2 separate regions of the Mus musculus genome follow, and region 1 is linked to region 2. The links are chromatin contacts, called in public Hi-C maps. All regions are on one chromosome and are shown on one strand. Each heading gives the region's core, a stretch centred on a gene start, on an enhancer-like site or on the middle of the called end of the contact. The rest is flanking DNA. Distances are from core to core; before and after follow the strand shown.

Region 1 (5,828 bases), core at 2,015-4,514, 70 kb after region 2:
GCTTTCTGATTCTGCAGGTACTAGAGCTTGACCCTCCATCTGTCTGTTTTGCTCCAGAATCTCCCCGAGGTGACAGCCCCAGGCAGCGATGCCAGGATGCCCGTCTCCACTGCCCTCCACCAAGATGGCAGCCAGGAGCGGCCACGAAGCCTAGTGTCCACCACTTCTTCATCTGGCTCCTCCCGTGACAGTCACAGTGCCATGGAGGAGCCCACTGGCTCGGAGGCTTCAGCCCAGAATGGGACAGGCTCCCCTTGGGACCGGCATGTTCCCAACAGCAACAACAACTCCAGTGGCTGGCTGAACATGAAGGGACCTCTCTCCCCATTCAACGGCCGTGCAGGGACAAGTCCTGCCTACCACAAGCTCAGCTATCTGGGCCGGGTGGTGAGAGAGATCGTGGAAACAGAGCGCATGTATGTGCAGGACCTACGGAGCATTGTGGAGGTGAGTGCTGAGTCTGGGAGGGGCTGGCTAGCTAAGAGGCCTTAGGATGCTGGCCTCCAGTGGCCCAGCTCTTTAGTACAACCTGTTTTTCTAAATTTGTTTCTCATAAGGCCATGAGGAAGCTTTGGGGACCTGCCTAGTGGGGACTCTTGGCTTCTCACACTTCCTTATGATACCAAGCCACATTAGTAGGGTTGTAGAATTTCCTGTAGTTGCTTGGGGAGTGGGCACTGTGATAGCACAGGGAGGGGCTTTAGCCTGACAAGGAGGACCCCTAAGAGCTCTGTAGGGATTAAACCTGGGTAGGTTCATCCAGGTTCCCCACTCTGCTATTTCATGGCTGTGGAACCTTGAGCATGGGCACAATGTCTGGAGCCTCGGGCTCTTTGCCTGAAAAAGATTAGGCATGGCAGTAGAAGAATGTTTCATGCGGTAGGGCATTCGGGGGAAAGGTGACATGTGCCTGGTGAGGAGGCAGGTGTGTGAGTCTATTAGGGCTATGCACAAAACCTGTTGACTTAAAGCACCACAAATGAATTCTCTTTCAGACTGTTTGTTTTGATTAAGAAAGTGTGGGGCTGGAGACATGGCTCAGCGGTTAAGAGCGCTTGGCTGCTCTTCCAGAGGTCCTGAGTTCAATTCCCAGCAGCCATGTGGTGGCTCACAACCATCCATAATGGGATCTAATGCCCTCTTCTGGTGTGTCTGAAGACAAAGCACTCGTATATGTAAAATACATGGATAAATAAATCTAAAATGAGATCTGGGTATGGTGGGGGCATGCACGCTGATCCCCGCATTCTGGAGGCAGAGGCAGGCAGATCTCTGTGAATTTAAGGTCAGCCTGGTCTGCAAATGGAGAAAAAAACCCATCTCAAAAAACAACAAAAAAAGAGAACATGTTTACTTGAACACATATGCATGTGTGTATGTTTGAGCATGTGTATGAAGTGAAGATGTTCCATCTTTAAGTAGTTCTGAGGATCGATTCAGGTCACTAGGCAAGCATCTTTACCTGATGGGACATCTCACCAGCCTCTTGGCTTGATTGTATTTATTTTTTAAAGATTTATTCATTTATTATATGTAAGTACACTGTAGCAGTCTTCAGATGCATCAGAAGAGGGCGTCAGATCTCATTACGGGTGGTTGTGAGCCACCATGTGGTTGCTGGGATTTGAACCCAGGACCTTCTGAAGAGTAATCAGTGCTCTTGCGCTGAGCCATCTCGCCAGCCCCCCCCCCCCCCCAAGATAGGATTTTGCTGTGTAGCTCTGGAGGGCCCTTAACTCAAGGCAGTTCTCATGGCTCTGCCTCCCAAGTACTGGGATTACAGACAGTCATGATTAATTTTCTCAAGTGTCCTGTGGCTGCGTTGACCTGGTTTCCTCCCATCACCTGCTTTCTGGCTGTGCCCTTTTCGCTGTGGAGAACACCAGCAATTAGACTTAGAGCCTCCTTAAATATTAAATGATGTCATCTTGAGCAGTTTAATGACAAAGACCCTGTCTCCAAATAAGGTTACATTCCAAGGTGCCAAGTGGATGTCTGTTTCTGAGTCAATACCTGTCGCTCAGGACAGTGGCGCTGCCCGCAAAGATTGCGTCATCGCAGAGTGAGGTGTGATTTGGGGGGTTAGGTGATCAAGCCAAGGGGTGCAGGGTGTTCACACCTCTCTCCCGTGCAGGACTACCTCTTGAAGATCATTGACACTCCAGGACTCCTGAAGCCAGAGCAAGTCAGCGCCCTCTTTGGGAACATAGAGAGCATATATGCACTGAACAGGTATGTGCTAGGCCTGTGTTGTCTGGGGGCCTGGGGAGAACCCCTGGATGTCTGGACACACGGGCTGTGACACATAGGCCTGACTGTGGCCATGGGGAGTTGAAGTCTACCCTTGCACAAGATCTTGGTGCTAGGCTGGGAGAGGGTGCCAGCTGGCCTTTCTAGGTCACATGCTTGCAGGAATGGTGTTAGGCCTTGCATACTTGTGTGCTTCCTGTGGGTGCCTCTTTTTTTTTTCTATATCATCTTGCACATCTTACAGTTTATTTCTCTTCTTTCCCACGGATTCCAAGGGAACTAAAGACTCTCTGAAGGTCTGGCCTGTTACAGTGGGTTCTCAGCTTGTGGGTGGTGACCACTTTCGTGAACCTTTGCCTCCAAATACATTCACATTATAGTTCATAACACCAGCAGAACTGCAGTTATGAAGTAGCAGTGAAAAAGTTTTAGAGAGCTGGAGAGATGGCTCAGAGGTTAAGAGCACTGACTGCTCTTCCACAGGTCCTGAGTTCAATTCCCAGCAACCATATGGTGGCTCACAACCATCTGTCATGGGATCCCATGCCCTCTCCTGGTGTGTCTGAAGACAGCTACAGTGTACTCATATACATAAAATAAAGAAATATTAAAAGAAAAAGAAGAAAGCTTTAAAAATTTTTAGAGTTGGGGTTGGGGTCACCACAACATGAGACAGTGTATTTAAAGGGTTGCAGCATTAGGAAGGTTGAGAACCACTGGATTAGGCTATCACACAGGCCAGGCAAAAATGGCCAGGCAAAAATGGCTTGATAAGCCCCTGAAGAGTCAGTCTGCTGTTCTGGGACCACAGACTCTCAGACAAGGGTACTGTCAAGAAAAACAGTTTAGAGAGCAGCAGTTGACCCGGCAAGACTCTTCCTCCGGTTCTTTGCAGCTGGAGGAGTCTGGGTAGTGTGTAGTTAAGAGTGTGGGCTACACACACAAGACCTAGGAAGGCACAGAGCAGGAAAGAGGGAAGCGCATGGACAGGAGAGGCTTGCTGTCTCCAGTGTCTCTCAAGCGCCCCCACCCGAGCTCAGAGTGCTGAGTCTCCTCCTGTCTCTCTTCCCCCTGCACTCTCCTATCTGGGAGCGGTCTTTGCTAGTTTCCCCTCTCTCTCTCTTTTTTTTCTTCTCTCCTTTAATCTCTTCTTTTGTGTGTTTGACTCCTGCCTACAGAGGAGCTGTGCCCTCTCCTAAGGTGGGTACTGGTGTGGCCCTCTTCCTCCGTTGCTTGCTGAGCATGTGGGTCTCCGGGTGTGTGTGGTGTTCTGAATACTTTCTGTGGTATTCCCGGGGGCAGGGTTTACTCAGGGCAGAAGCCGTGACTCACAGCATGACATCAAGGATAGCTGTGTTCTGTGTCTGAGGAGGTGGGCAGCGGGTATGTAGCTACAGAGGAGGGGATCTCATGGTCTCTGTCCCCTCCCACAGCCAGCTTCTCAGAGACCTGGACAGCTGCAATAGTGACCCTGTGGCAGTGGCCAGCTGCTTCGTGGAAAGGGTAAGAGTGACTGGGTCCCCTCTCCTTGTCCTGTGCTTCTGGGATTGGAGAGCCCCAATATAAGAGGACACTTAAGCACTGGGCATCCCTGTCTAAGGCTGGTAGGTGGGTGGGATGCCAACATGGCTCTGCAGGCTCTCAGGAATGAGAAGACTATTCCTAGGAGTTGGGAACCAGTACTAACCCAACCCCACCTCCCCGCCCCCATGTCTAGTCCTCTGAGAAGCTCCCTGTAATCCTTTCCCTTTCTTTTTTTTTTTGTCTTTCCTTAGAGCCAAGAGTTTGATATATACACTCAGTATTGCAACAACTACCCCAAGTGAGTAATTTTGGGTAGAGAGGGACAGCCGGGCCATTTGATGAGTATGGGGTTCCTGCCCACCCCCCACCAGACTTTCCCCAGATGATAACACCCATTCCCACCCCTCCCAGCTCAGTGGCAGCCCTCACAGAGTGCATGCAAGACAAGCAACAAGCTAAGTTCTTCAGAGATCGGCAGGAGCTGCTGCAGCACTCCCTGCCTCTGGGCTCCTACCTGCTGAAGCCGGTCCAGCGCGTCCTGAAGTACCACCTGCTGCTCCAGGTAGCTCAGGCCTTCCCCCCAGATAGCAGGCATGTGCCGGGGTGCGGGGTAGAGCCTCGGAGTCGGTCTCGCTCAGACAGCTGTCATTGTCTAGGAAATTGCCAAACATTTTGATGAGGAAGAGGATGGCTTCGAGGTGGTGGAGGATGCCATCGACACCATGACGTGCGTGGCCTGGTACATCAACGACATGAAGAGGAGGCATGAGCACGCAGTTCGGCTACAGGTGCTCTGGGCTGGGAGGAGACGAGGCTTGAAAGCAGGAGTATTGATTGCGCTGTGCTCGGCTGAGTCGGGGCGTGGTATCTGAGGAAGCCTTTGGGGTGGCGTCTGTGTGAGCTTCCTGGGAACAGTGAGGCCTGACTCGGGGTGTCGGGGTCTCTACTGCAGGAGATCCAGTCACTGCTCATTAACTGGAAGGGACCGGACCTGACCACTTACGGGGAGCTGGTCCTGGAAGCCACCTTTCGTGTGCACCGCGTGCGCAATGACAGAACTTTCTTCCTCTTTGACAAGATACTGCTCATTACCAAGAAGCGAGGCGACCACTTTGTCTACAAGGGCCACATTCCGGTAACTATGCTGTCTCTCTCTCTCTCTTGCTGTCTTCTCTTCTTTCCTATGGACCCTGGCTCCAGCTTCCTTCTGGCTTCAATGGGCTCTGCTGCCATCTTCTGAGACTTGTCTCAAGGTTGGGGTCCCCCTCTCTCCTGCTTAATTATCTTGTTCTCTGCCCCCCTCCTCCCCACAGTGCTCCTCACTGATGCTGATCGAAAGCACCAGAGACTCTCTCTGCTTCACTGTCACCCACTATAAGCACAGCAAACAACAATACAGTATCCAGGTGAGGAGTGGCTTAGGTGAGGGGCTGGGGACCCAGACGTTCAAGCACACTTGCATGTGACTGCCTTGTTCCCTGGCTGCCTCATGCCCTAATGTCTCCATCTGTAAAGTGAGATTATCCGAGGTATAGACAGAAATCCTAGTCCTCCCACTCTTTCTGTCCCTTGGTAGAAAGTACTGTGTGCTGGGCAGTTCTGACCTGAAATAATAAACCCAGTTCTTTCCCCTTGGGCCCTCCTAGGCCAAGACCGTGGAGGAGAAACGGAGCTGGACTCACCACATCAAGAGGCTCATCTTGGAGAACCACCATGCCACCATACCCCAGAAGGTTGGCTCCTAGGGCACTCTCAGATGGGCTTCAGGGAAAGCGTGACCCAGCTCCCGAGAATCTGCTGGAGCCTTTCTTCCTGGCTCCAGTGCACACTGGGTGTTGTGCACCGCAGATATACAAGCCATGGCATGAAACTGTGGGTGTCCTCTGGACAGGCAAGGTGTAGTCAGGTAATTACTATATGGGTTTCTTTTCCTTCTAGGCCAAGGAAGCCATCTTGGAAATGGACTCCTATTGTAAGTTACCCTTTTCTGCCTGTTTCATCCCTAATTGCGTACATGGTTAAGTCAGGCCATATCTTGGGCAAATCCTATCTAA
Region 2 (6,429 bases), core at 3,700-6,199:
ACTGTGTTAAGAAGAGATGCTTTCTTGGGACCAATGGGGCTCGGGTGGAGGGTATTAAAGGAGCTTGCAGCAGTGTTTAGATGAGCTGGCTACAGCACTTCTCAGTGCTCCTGGAGTCTGTGTCGTTGACTCTGTGCCACCTCACCTCCAAAACCCAAGGGCAGGTAGGGTCAGGTGGTGTATAGTCCAGGGAGTTTGATTTTTAAGGCTATGAACATCATAGCTAGATACACAAATACCACAGGACAACCCTTGCAGTTCTTTCCTAACTGTTGCAGGCAGACTCAGCTGTCCCATCTCTCCCATCCAAAGCTCAAACCAGCCCCCTCTTGGCTGAGCCAGAATGCAAGAGGGTTGGCTAGTAATAGCGTAAGGTCCCTGTGACTTTCTAAAAGGCTTCTACTGTGAGCCACTGCAGAAAGGGAAGGCAACGAAGATTCTGTAGACTCCCGTGGAGAAGACAGATGTAGGGAGCATGAGAAGGAGCCAGCCAATAACACTACAACGGAGCGGTAAAAAGCTCCAGGCCACAGCTGACTGGGAGGAACTGCTGAGTGTGGTGAGAAAGGAGTCCTACCTTCCCAGAAACATCTGAGGAACTAACCTGTGACCCGGAAACCTCGGAGGAACTCCTAACCTTCAGCCCGGGGAATCTTACATCAGCCAGGAGCAATCGATCAAAGATCCTGTTCAACACCCGCTATCATCTATATGATGGGTCCCTCAGTTTGTTGGTCATTTCTCACACCAAGGGCGAAGCTTGGGGAAAGGAACAAGAGTTCAAATATTAGTCCCTCTCTGGCCATGGTTCCATGGTGGTTGGCCCCTCTTAAGACCAACTTTAAATTAGAAACTTTAAGTGTAATAGTAATAATAGGTAGGGGCTGGTGAGATGGCTCAGTGGGTAAGAGCACTGACTGGTCTTCAGAAGGTCCTGAGTTCAAATCCCAGCAACCACATGGTGGCTCACAACCATCTGTAATGAGATCTGACGCCCTCTTCTGGTCTGAAGTCAGCTACCGTGTACTTATGTATAATAATAAATAAGTCTTTGGGCCTGAGCGAGCAGAGGTCCTAGAAATTCAATTCCCACAACCACATGGAGGCTTACAACCATCTGAACAGCTACACTTTACTCACCTACATAAAATAAATAATTTATTTAAAAAATAAGTAAACTCTGGGGGGAGAGTCTGGGGGACTTTTGGGATAGCATTTGAAATGTAAATGAAGAAAATACCTAATTAAAAAATTTAAAAAAAAATAAGTAAACTCACCCTGTCGGGTATAATGGTGCATGTCTTTCATTCTAGCACTCAGGAGGCAGGGGCAGGTGGATCTCTGTGAGTTTGAGGCTAGTCAGGTCTACATAGGACAGCCAGAGCTACATAGCGAGACCATGTCTTGAAAAGACAAAGAAAATGGCAATTTTAACTTTCTAAGGCCAAATCAATGTTTCATGTTCCTGGAAGATAGCTAACATTTTCAGAGCTATCTTCTACCCTCTGTCTACCCTGTGACTGCTGGAACAACTCATCGCGGCCTTAAATGATGGGAGGTGAGTTTAGTTTGAGGGCTGGGAACAGCTGAAAGGAACTATAGCTGTACAGGCCTCGGACTGCAGGTGGGTGGGCCAGGAAGGGAATCAGTTCTCTTTGACCTGAAAGAGGTGTGTGGCTTGGGGTTCTTCACAGAGAGCAAGTCTGCATGAGAGGCTCTTCAGTGACACCTCAGTGAGAGAGTATAGCATGTGCTTAGCCTTCATAGGGTCCCGGGATCAATCCCAAGCAGTCCAAATAAAACAGAATAATCATTTTCATGCTTTATGCCTGGTTTTCTAACTTGCGTTTCCATTTCTAAATATTTCCATAAATCACTTCAAAGATTACCCAGAGCCCCTGGGTAGAGTTTCTATGCCCTCAAATGATGGGGACTTTTTGAAAACCACCAAATCACAATTCCTCCAAGTCGGTTGATTGGGAGTGGTTTTGTTTGTTGTGGCATCTAGCCTTGGGGCTGACGTTTCCAGAGGGCCTTTGCATTTATCCTGTCTGTGCTCGAGAGTCATCCGTGAAGAGGAAACCTCAACCGAAAATACGCTTCTTTCAGATTGGTGGGAGGCAAGCCTGGGGACGGGGTGGGGTGGGGCACTTCTTGATTAGTGATTGACATGGGCAGTATTAATTCTGGGCCGAGGTCCTGGGTTGTATAATAAAGCATGCAGAGCAGACCACTGAGCAGTGGTACTCTGGGGCCTCTGCTTCAGTTCCTGTCTCTGGGTTCCTGCCTTGAGTGCCTGCCCTGACTTCCCTCCCAGTGGACTATAAGCTGTGAGATGACGTAAACCTCTCTCCCCAAGTTCCTTTTCTTCATGATCTTTATCACAGGAATAGGAAGCAAACTAGGACATCACCATGCCCTCAGATAGGTCCTCTTACAGGGCAGTCTCAATGCAGGCTACACTTCCCCATCCCTGCATTTCTGCAAGTGTGCTAACACCTACCTCTGCAGTTGTCTGTTTTATGCTCCCTCCACCCCAGCCCCATGCTGAGTTGCAGAATCTAGCAGGTAGTGACCAGGCCTGTCTGGCCCACTGTTTTACTATAGACTCCTAGCACAGCAGCAGGGGCAGAGATGAAAACAGCCTGACAGGGTCTCAGTTGCTATTGAAATACCATGTGGCCCAGAAGTTCTTCTCACAGTGTATGTCTGTGTTGGTTTGAATGAGAGCAGCCCCTGTAGGTTCATATATTTCAATGTTGGGTGCCCAGTGGGTGGAACTGTTTGGAAAGGATTAGGAGGTGTGGCCTTGTTTGAGGAAGTGTCTCATTCAGGGTGAGCTTTGAAGTTTCAAAAGTCCATGTCAGGCTCGGTCTCTTTTTTTCTGTTTATTCCCTGTAGATAGGATGTAAAGTTCTCAGCTACTCCATGCTTGTCTGCTTCTCCCCATGATGATCACGGACCAACCCTCTAAAACTGTAAGGAAGTCCCCAGTTAGATGTTTTCTTTTATAAGTGTTGCCTTGGTCATGGTGTCTCTTCACAGCAACAGAACAGTGACTAAGACAATGTCCAAGAGAATCAGAACCACATCCACTCAAACACTCGTGTATGCATATTCATCTCAGCAGAATCCATAAGAGCTAATAAGTAGAAACAGCCCAAATGTCATCCATCATCTGATAAATGGATCAATAAAATGTGCTGTGTCTGTGTACAGCGGGAGATTTTTGGGAAATAAGAAATAAGATGGTGCTGTCAGAGATCACAAACACAAACAAACTTTTGAAACACTATGCTAAATAAAATAAGCCAGGTATAAAAGAGCACATATTTTCTGATTGCATTTTCATAGTTTCCCAAACACCAACACGATAACAGAAAGTACAGTACTGGTTGCCAGAGACTGGAGGAGGAAGGCACCAGGGAGAGACAGGAGCGACTGCTGGTGGGTACTGGCCTCTATGATGATGGAAGGGTTTAAGAATGTGAGTGTGGGGGCTGGTGAGATGGCTCAGTGGGTAAGAGCACCCAACTGCTCTTCCAAAGGTCCAGAGTTCAAATCCCAGCAACCACATGGTGGCTCACAACCATCCGCAACAAGATCTGACTCCCTCTTCTGGAGTGTCTGAAGACAGCTACAGTGTACTTACATATATTAATAAATAAATCTATAAAAAAAAAAGATGTCATAAGGCTCGGGCCCAGTGTCCTTGCTCTTTAAAAAAAAAAAAAAAAAGAATGTGAGTGTGACCTGTGACCGAGCTTTCTGTGGATATGGAGAAGACTTTGGAAATAGTCAGGGTTATTTTAAAACTGTATGAGCAGTGGAAGAATTTTGATGAGAGAAAAGTGATGGCAACTATTCTTAGTAAGATGCCAAACCAAAGCCACCTCCAAACAGAAGCTCCCTGAGAGATTCTCCACCAATGGCAGGACCTGAAGCTGCAAGACAATGCTGGACAAGATAAGGCAACCTCCTACTGTCACAGTTACTGGCATTTTCAGCTTTATTTTTATTTTAATATTCAGCATTTCCCAAGAAATCACCATATTTTTGATGTATAAAGGTTTGTTATCATTACCATATGATATTATTATGCCATTGGACAAAAGGTTTTTTTTTCCTTTTTTGAAAGACACTTTGGATTTTCCTAGAAAGTAGAAATGGAACTTTATATGTTGGATTTAATTTTGTAGGAATTTTTTGTTGTTGTTGTTTTTGTTTTTTCGAGACAGAGTTTCTCTGTATAGCCCTGGCTGTCCTAGAACTCACTTTGTAGACCAGGCTGGCCTCAAACTCAGAAATTCACCTGCCTCTGCCTCTGGAGTGCTGAGATTAAAGGTGTGCACCACCATGCCCGGCTAGGAAATTTATTCAGAAGAAGTTATAATCTCTACGTTGAGTGATATGTGTAATAATAGTAAAATCCTAAACACTAACTTAAATCTTTGAATGTATATGGACACTAGCTTCCAGACTGCTTGCTATGTATGAGGGCCTCAAGTTACAGAAGAATAAAAACATAAAACCAAAATAATAATAATAATAATAAAGAAAGAATGTGAGTGTGGTGGTATGGCACACAGATCAGCATATTCAAAACACTGACTTGTAAACATTAAAAAGATGGCCAGGCAGTGGTGGTGCATGCCTTTAATCCCAGCACTTGGGAGGCAGAGGCAAGTGGATTTCTGAGTTCGAGGCCAGCCTGGTCTACAAAGTGAGTTCCAGGACAGCCAGGGCTACATAGAGAAACCCTGTCTCGAAAATAAACAAAAAAACAAAACAAAACAAAAAAACCCCAAACATTAAAATGATGAATTTATGTTATATGAATTGTCTCCTAGTTAAGGAGAGAAAGAAAAGGCACTGCCTTATGTTTGTATATGCTGGGTGAGTCAGTGACTCATCTCTGGAGAAGAGAGCAAATCAGGGCTCTGGATCCACTCCCAGCCGTTCTGGATTTTCCTGCTAGCTCTGGTTCATGAGAAAAGTTTTCCTCTGAAGGTTGCAGTGTTGGCACCTGGTGTGAGAAAAGGGCGTGGCTGTGCTTTACCGGTGATGCTGTAAGGGCTGCCAGCATCCCCTGGATTTGATCCATCACTGACACTTTTATTAACCTTTGGAGAGGAAGTCAGAAGTGGAAATGGCCTCCCCCACTCCTGAAAATGACTTCAGACTAACAAAAAGCCTTTACTTGACTTCAGGCCAAATGCGTCATTTTAATCAACAGGCAAGTGAGTGTGTGAGCACGTGTGTGTGTGTGTGTGTGTGTGTGTGTGTGTGTGAGAGAGAGAGAGAGAGAGAGAGAGAGAGAGAGAGAGAAGCATCAAAAGACCCAGTTGAAATTGTCATTTACTTTGTTGGCAACACATGGACACATATTTACCTAAGAGGTGAAAGGAAACATGCTGGTTCATCTTTGCTCTAAAGCAACTAAGTGCATCCAACAGAATGGCTGGGTACAGTTTACAGTTCCAGGCCTAGAAGCATGGATGTAAGAACCGGGGTCAGATGCTCTCATGTGGACATATTCAGAGGACCTTGTTCTGTTGGTCAAAGAAAGGACATTTGTAGGGCTTGTCTATTTGGATGTTTCTGTTCTGAGGAAAGTTGGAAAGGAGAGATCTTTGGCATGGACCCTTTATGAGAAGCAGAGAAATAATGAGAAAATCCGGACAGGGTCCTTCAAGGTGGTTCAGGGAATAAAGGCACCTGCCTCCAAGACTGAGTTCCACCCTTAAACCCACACGGTGGAAGGAAAAATTGTCCTCTGGTGTCCACGTGAATCTGTGTGTGTGTGTGTGTGTGTGTGTGTGTGTATGTCTTTGTGTGTGTGTGTGTGTGTATCAGTGTATATTTGTTTATGTGTCCATATGAGTGTGTGTGTATTTGTGTGTTTGTATCTGAGTGCTTGTGTGTGAGCGTTTGTATGTAAAAATTTTATAAGTGTGTTGTCTTTGTGTGTGTGTATGTGAGTATGTTTGTATATGTGTCTGTGTGAATGCTTGTGTGTATGTATGTGTGCGAGTGTTTGTGTGTTTATGTGTTATCTGTGTGAGTGCTTGCATGTGTCTATGTGGGTGCTTGTGTGTGTTTATATGTGTGTGTCTGTATGAGTGCTTGTATGTGTGTGTTTGTGTTTATGTGTGTGTGTGTGAGTGTGTGAATGAGTGTGAGTGTGAGTGATGATTTGAGAGAGGTTCTCGTTATGTAACCCAGGATGACCTCAGACTCCCCTGTCTTCCCCTGCAGCAGTCTCCCAATTGCTGGGGGTAAGAGATGCTTAGGATCTACAAATACACATTTGGGATTCCAAGCAGAAAGGATGCTTGGGAGTGTGCCCACATCCTCTGGTTATTACAAAAACCCAGAGGTCTGGGGAGAAAAAGCAAACCACCCGCCTTGTCTGCAGGCACAATGTGG

Evidence for each region. A called contact is a pair of places that touch in the nucleus more often than the background predicts.
Region 1: a Hi-C map of pancreatic cancer cells shows a contact between it and region 2, with 3 times the contacts expected there. The contact joins two enhancer-like sites. A contact is called at or near these places in 4 of 15 datasets of contacts at CTCF or cohesin (CD8 T cells, the G1E-ER4 cell line, the NIH/3T3 cell line and 1 more), 23 of 484 Hi-C or Micro-C datasets (CD8 T cells, ECoMG myeloid progenitors, the G1E-ER4 cell line and 14 more), 7 of 115 datasets of contacts at active chromatin or transcription factors (cardiomyocytes, embryonic fibroblasts, embryonic stem cells and 1 more) and 3 of 9 other capture datasets (adipose tissue, liver and pancreatic islet).

What each region holds. Positions count from the first base shown.
Region 1 is chr12:76,560,072-76,565,899 of GRCm38.p6, forward strand. It overlaps Plekhg3 (pleckstrin homology domain containing, family G (with RhoGef domain) member 3), which reads left to right. Exons shown (of 19, transcript NM_153804.4): 2 at 58-447; 3 at 2,135-2,232; 4 at 3,684-3,753; 5 at 4,026-4,072; 6 at 4,186-4,336; 7 at 4,431-4,562; 8 at 4,727-4,909; 9 at 5,088-5,180; 10 at 5,421-5,507; 11 at 5,713-5,746. The coding sequence starts at 97. Among named protein-coding and RNA genes, the nearest start is that of AI463170, 15 kb to the left of the region's middle. Within about 2 kb of position 3,265, at least 24 of the 459 cell types and tissues checked have an H3K27ac peak or open chromatin away from gene starts, as enhancers often do. A contact at or near this core is called in pancreatic cancer cells, where this site is marked.
Region 2 is chr12:76,488,597-76,495,025 of GRCm38.p6, forward strand. No RefSeq gene overlaps it. Among named protein-coding and RNA genes, the nearest start is that of Gm40445, 32 kb to the right of the region's middle. Within about 2 kb of position 4,950, at least 28 of the 459 cell types and tissues checked have an H3K27ac peak or open chromatin away from gene starts, as enhancers often do. A contact at or near this core is called in pancreatic cancer cells, where this site is marked.